Linked DNA regions of Mus musculus: region 2 is linked to region 1. Evidence: chromatin contacts called from public HiChIP or PLAC-seq data. All regions are on one chromosome and are shown on one strand. The core of a region is the stretch at or near the end of the contact, and the rest is flanking DNA. Distances in the headings are between cores, read along the strand shown. Region 1 overlaps Gm33958 (a long non-coding RNA gene). Region 2 overlaps Jarid2 (jumonji, AT rich interactive domain 2).

What was found. HiChIP or PLAC-seq counts read pairs in DNA pulled down with a chosen protein or histone mark.
Region 2: a contact with region 1 is called in a BATF HiChIP or PLAC-seq map of CD8 T cells, with 7 read pairs. The contact joins two enhancer-like sites. A contact is called at or near these places in 1 of 115 datasets of contacts at active chromatin or transcription factors (CD8 T cells) and 1 of 9 other capture datasets (embryonic stem cells).

What each region holds. Positions count from the first base shown.
Region 1 is chr13:44,391,298-44,394,012 of GRCm38.p6, forward strand. The region is part of intron 2 of Gm33958 (a long non-coding RNA gene); the gene reads right to left. Among named protein-coding and RNA genes, the nearest start is that of Gm33958, 7.5 kb to the right of the region's middle. Within about 2 kb of position 1,309, at least 5 of the 459 cell types and tissues checked have an H3K27ac peak or open chromatin away from gene starts, as enhancers often do. A contact at or near this core is called in CD8 T cells, where this site is marked.
Region 2 is chr13:44,798,876-44,801,635 of GRCm38.p6, forward strand. All of the region lies in intron 1 of Jarid2 (jumonji, AT rich interactive domain 2), which reads left to right. Among named protein-coding and RNA genes, the nearest start is that of Jarid2, 69 kb to the left of the region's middle. Within about 2 kb of position 1,311, at least 94 of the 459 cell types and tissues checked have an H3K27ac peak or open chromatin away from gene starts, as enhancers often do. A contact at or near this core is called in CD8 T cells, where this site is marked.

The DNA of each region.
Region 1 (2,715 bases), core at 59-2,558:
ATTACATAAGATGTAAAATGGGTCTTGCTGGGCAGGAAGGTCTCAGATCTGTACTACTTCCTAGAGAGGGTAGACTGTAATTGAGTCCTGCTCCCAGCACCCACGCTGGAAGGCTCACAACCATCTGTAACTCTAGCTGCCCAGGATCTGAAACCTCTGGCCTCTGTGGGGATTTGGTCTCATGTGCACATATACACACATCTTCATATAGTTAAAAATAATATAAGCAAACCTTTTGAATGTGTGCTTTTGGATACGCAAGATGCTTCAGAGAACCAAGTTGCTAGTTGGCATAAGGAAAAACTGAGTTTGCTTCTCAGAACCCACATGCTGCAAGGAGAGAATGGACTCCCATGAGCTGCTCTCTGACCTCCACACATGTGCCATGGCATGGACATACATACATACAGACAGACAGACACACACACAGAGACACACAGACACACACACACAAAACATTTTAAATGTACTATTCCACCCAAAGCTATTGCATAAATCTTATGACTTGGAAAAGAAAATAAACCCTGAAGACATGACTGATGAACACTACAAACATTTTAGAAAATTATTAGACGGAACCAGCTTGGGGATTCCTGCCTTACTTCTCCTGGGGAGATGAACAAATGCCTATTGAGGCAGAGCAAAGTAAGGGGTCCCTCCATCTCCACCTTGGTGAACTGATACACTTATGGGGTTACTTACAGAAACACGGGTGAAGAATTGCTGACGGAGCTTGGGTAACCCCCAAAACAGCTGCATCACCACAAAGTCCCATCCCACCATGCACAGCAACCTCATGGAAGCTCCATTATAGAGTTCTTCTCAGTTAAGCTTCCACTTCCTGTTCACTCCAGTGTCGCCCACCGTTCTTTAGAGCTGACGGGAGCAGGTGGGAGTACTGGCTAGGATCCCAGGTCTTATGTCCTGCCCTTCTTTTCCCTGGGGAGTGTCAACAGCTCCGTAATTGTTACTACAGATCTAGCTGGCACTGTATTAGTCTGCTTCCTTCATGGCCTTAACTACTGGCTAAAGTTATCTCGACTCCATGATGATCAGGAGTATACCAGGAAGGAAAAAAAAAAAACAAAAACAAAAAACAGTAGACACTTGTATAGTTTCATACAATTAGCAATTGACCTTCAAAGTGCCCAATGTCCATGACAGGCCATTGAAAGTTGTTTAAGAGCAAACCAACACTGGGATAGTAAGAAGCCATGACACAATTGGCCATCTGTGTAACACTAGAGAGTGGGCTAAGCATTTTCACATCTATCATGCAATGCTTCCCCTATTGTATCCACATTTATCACATAAGCACGGCCATGAACTTCCTATCCTCATTTCATAGATTAGTCACCATAACCAAGATGGCCATTAGTCATGTAACCAAGATGGCCACAGGAGATTCATATCCTTCTCTTCTGAAGAAAAAACTAAATCTCCACCACTATACCCAAACACATCTCAACAGTGTCTGCCCCTTTTTACACGGTGTATTGAAGAATCTAAGTTCAGGGCCAGCCAATTGGCTCAGTGGGTTAAAGTGCTCCACAGACCCTGAGAACCTGAGTTCTAGCTCTGGATTACATGTAAATGTGGAAAAAGAGAACTGACTCAGAAAAGTTGCCCTCTGACCTCTGCCTGTACCATGGCGTCTGTCCCTTGACCTCAAATAATAATTTTTTTAAAATTTAAAGAATCATGAAAATTTTAAAGTATCATATTTCTGGAAGTGTTCATAAACTAACTTTTAATGGGCAAAGAAAGCATCATCATGAAGCTCAAAAGACTGGTAGTTCTCCTTGGGACTGCACCATGCTGTGTCCTGCCCATGATATGCTCAGTAGAGGCTGGAGAGGTGGCTCAATGGTTATAAACACCTGTTGCTCTTAAAATGGACCAAAGTTTGGTTCCCAGCACCTAAGTCAGGCAGCTCACAGCAAAGGCATCTGTGTCCTCAGCTTCAGGGGATCCTATGCCACTGATGTTCTCAGGCACCTACACACATGTGCACACACACACACACACAGACACACACATTATTAAAAACAACATAAAACAAATCTTTCAAAGCTTAGTGATATACTCAGCAACCATCCATATTTACTCAACGTAGTTCTCTGGGGTGAAAACTCTCCTACACTCCACCTCTGTATTTCAGGAGAGTCCATTATCTAACTACATCTGTCTCCAATATGCCTCTAAGGGAAGTGACATCAAGTTCTGAGTCTATAGCTGCTATAGGTGGCTGTAAGGTCGCAAGTGGTTTTCTTAGAGTGTGCAGGAGTCATTTTTTACCAAGAAACCTATCACCTTGTAGACCACCAAGAAATACCACTTAGGGCTTCCCTGTGTAAGCCCAGCAAGGGAAGGCGTTGGCCTTGAAAGAGCAAAGACGGAGATGTTTCGTCAGCAGCTGGCAGTTAATTGTGTCCCCAGTCAGGACTGTAAGCTTTGGTTACCTTTGTATTTTCCCAACTTGTAGGTTCCTACCTGGCAAGGAATCATTAGAAGAGTGTCTGATAGAAGAGGAGGGGGGGGGGAGGAGGGAGAAGAGGGGAATGAGCAGGAGGAGGGAGAGGAAGGAGAGGAGGGAGACTGGAGAGAAGGAACTGAAGAAAGGAGCAGGTTGGACTTGAGCTTCTAAGGCTGCCTCCAGTTTCCAGGCAACCAGCTTTCAAAGCCGGCCCCTCCACCCTTCTCTGTAAGACATCC
Region 2 (2,760 bases), core at 61-2,560, 410 kb after region 1:
AGCTTCCACACCGATTTGTTGTTTGTTTTAATTTTTGGGGACATTGCAAAGGCAGAGGGCACATATGGAGAAATGGGGAGATACACAGGATTGGGGTGTGCTATGTGAAAGTTACAATGAATCAGTAAAAGTAGTCTGGTTGAGCCAGTAGGGTGGGTGTGTTTAATTTCTTGTTGATGAAGATTATTAATATGTCATACAGGGCAATTGCCACCTCACTGCATGCAGTTCAAACACTTTCTACTTCTCAGTGCTGTTTAAATCTTAATATCTGACATGTTTGTTTTAGTAGAAATTGTTTTTCTAGTGTCTGCTGTTGTTTTTTTAAAAATAAATTAAGCCATATCCACCTGTTTGCTGTGTGGTGGGTGTAGGGAGGAAGGTGTGCCTTGATATAGTGTTTCTCTCTATCATGAGGATCTGAGGCATGGAACTTAGGGCAGCAGGCTTTGGACAGCACCTTCATCCTGTGACATCTTGCTCTTCTTCTGTGGCTATTTTGGTATAGTTTCCTTTCTCTGGTTTCCTAGTGTTCACTGCCACAATGTAGGTAGGATGCTTGGCTACCTTTTCTTTTTTCCTGTATGCTGATAGTGAGTAGTATTCATTAGGATGGGCTCTTTGTGTTGTCACATTTATTTGTTTAAGGTGACAATTGTGGGAAAGAAGGAGTCCTTATATAAAGTCAAAATTTGTGCTAAAGAACAGCTGTATTTGAAAGATAAGTTGATATGTTAAAAAGTTTATTTTTGGAGCCCAGGTAGTGGTAGCTGGCATGGAATTGGACTGTGACTTACACCAGGATGCACCGAAACTCAGACTTACCCACTTCTGGTCCCCGAGGGCTGGGTCATTATGTAAAGATTTCTTTTTATTTTTAACTAAGTGCACGTGCGTATGTCAGAGAGAGGTACGTGCAGGATACAGAAGAGGATTTGTGGATTCTCATGGAGCTGGAGTTACAGGTTTTGAACTGTTTGGCATGGTGCTAGAAACAGAACTCTGCTCTTGCCAGAGCTCTTACTCACTGAGTCGGAGCAGTCTTTCCATGAGACAGGAACTTACCATTTGGCCTAGGCTGTCTTTCAAGTCACGGAGATCTACATGCCTCTTCCTGTCCAGTGATGGGATTTAAAGGTGTGCACCATCACTCCTAGCCCCTTTTTACTAATAAGACTATTAAAAATACTGGCATAGTGATATTACAGAAGTCTGGCTTGCCTAGCTAGCAGTCTTGAGATGCCCGAGAACCGTATTGGGTCATACCCAATGAGGTAGCAAGTAGTCAGCTCTGAACTTAGGCAGCGACCATGACGCACCCACTGATGGTCGCTTTTTTTCCCTTTTCCTTTTAAAGAGTGAAATAAAAGAGACTGTTCTCAAGAGGAAGTGTGTTTTCTGCCCACGCTTTCCTTCCTGTCCCTGTGATGTTAGGGAAAATGTTAATTTGGTGGTTTTGTATAATTTTCTTGTCAGTGGAAAAGTGAAACATTGGTGCAGAGAAGTAGCAGCTCCCCCACTCCAGCCTCTGTCTTCTCCTTTGCTGGGTGGACCTATTTACACGAAGGTTCCTTTCCCCCATGCAGTCTTTCCTGCTCCTGCACATTTGGCCTGGAAAATTTGCAAGCTGTTCTCACATATACTTGAAATTTTACTTTGCAGTAGCATAGTAAGGTGAGTGTAGGGAGTCTCAGCATTTGCATAAGGGAATGGTGTAGTCCAGTGGGTTTCACCTGTGCCATGACCAACAAAGACAACCTTTGTTTCTAAAAATACTTATATTATATATGTTTCATAGAGTAGCAAAATTTCACTTATGAAATAGCAAGGAAGATGATTTTATGGTTGGTCACCACAACCTGAGTAGCTGTATGAAAGGGTCACAGCATTAGGAAGGTGGAGAACTGCTGCAGTAGATAGTAATTAGTTTGGTCTTTTGTTTAAGGACCTGCCACTTGCTACACTTGGTTGACCAGGTTTCCCCAGAAAAGGTCTTATGCTGTACAATAGAAATTATTGATATGCCTGTCAGTTTTTGTTTTGTTTTTTTTTTTAAATTTATGAGTACACTGTTTTCAGATACACCAGAAGAGGGCATCTTATCCCATTACAGATGGTTGTGAACCACCATGTGATTGCTGGGAATTGAACCCAGGGCCTCTGGAATAGCAGTCAGTGCTTTTAACCGCCAAGCCGTCTCTCCAGTCCCCTTTATTCATTTAAACTTTTTTTTCCTTCAAAGATTGATATATATATATATATATATATATATATATATATATATATTAATTATGTGAACTGTTTTCAGACACACCAGAAGCCAATTATTTTATTACTACTTGCTTAGTCTTTTCGTTTGTATGCAATGTTTTCTCATCTTAAACTTCTGACCTCCTAAACCCCTCCACTTTCCTATCCCCGACCTCCCCTTGCTGCACCCACCATTTCACTGGCCTTTCACTTTGGCTACTGGAGGTCTAAACTGAGGTCTTCATTCTTGCTCAGAAAAGCACTTTTTGCTCTGAGCCCTCTAGCCTCAGTCCCCAGACTTTAGTAAATGGAAAGGAATAAATAATAGAGGAAAGTGGTAGGATTGTATGAGCGGGATCTGGTGATGCCTACACTGATCAATAAGCGTTAACCTGTAGTTGAGTGTGGTTGATTGTAGGATCTACCGAGAGAGTAGGAGAATAGCTTGTCACATGTTGAGACCTTATTTTGTGCTTGAAATTTAGTTTCATTTCAAAATTACTAAAATGT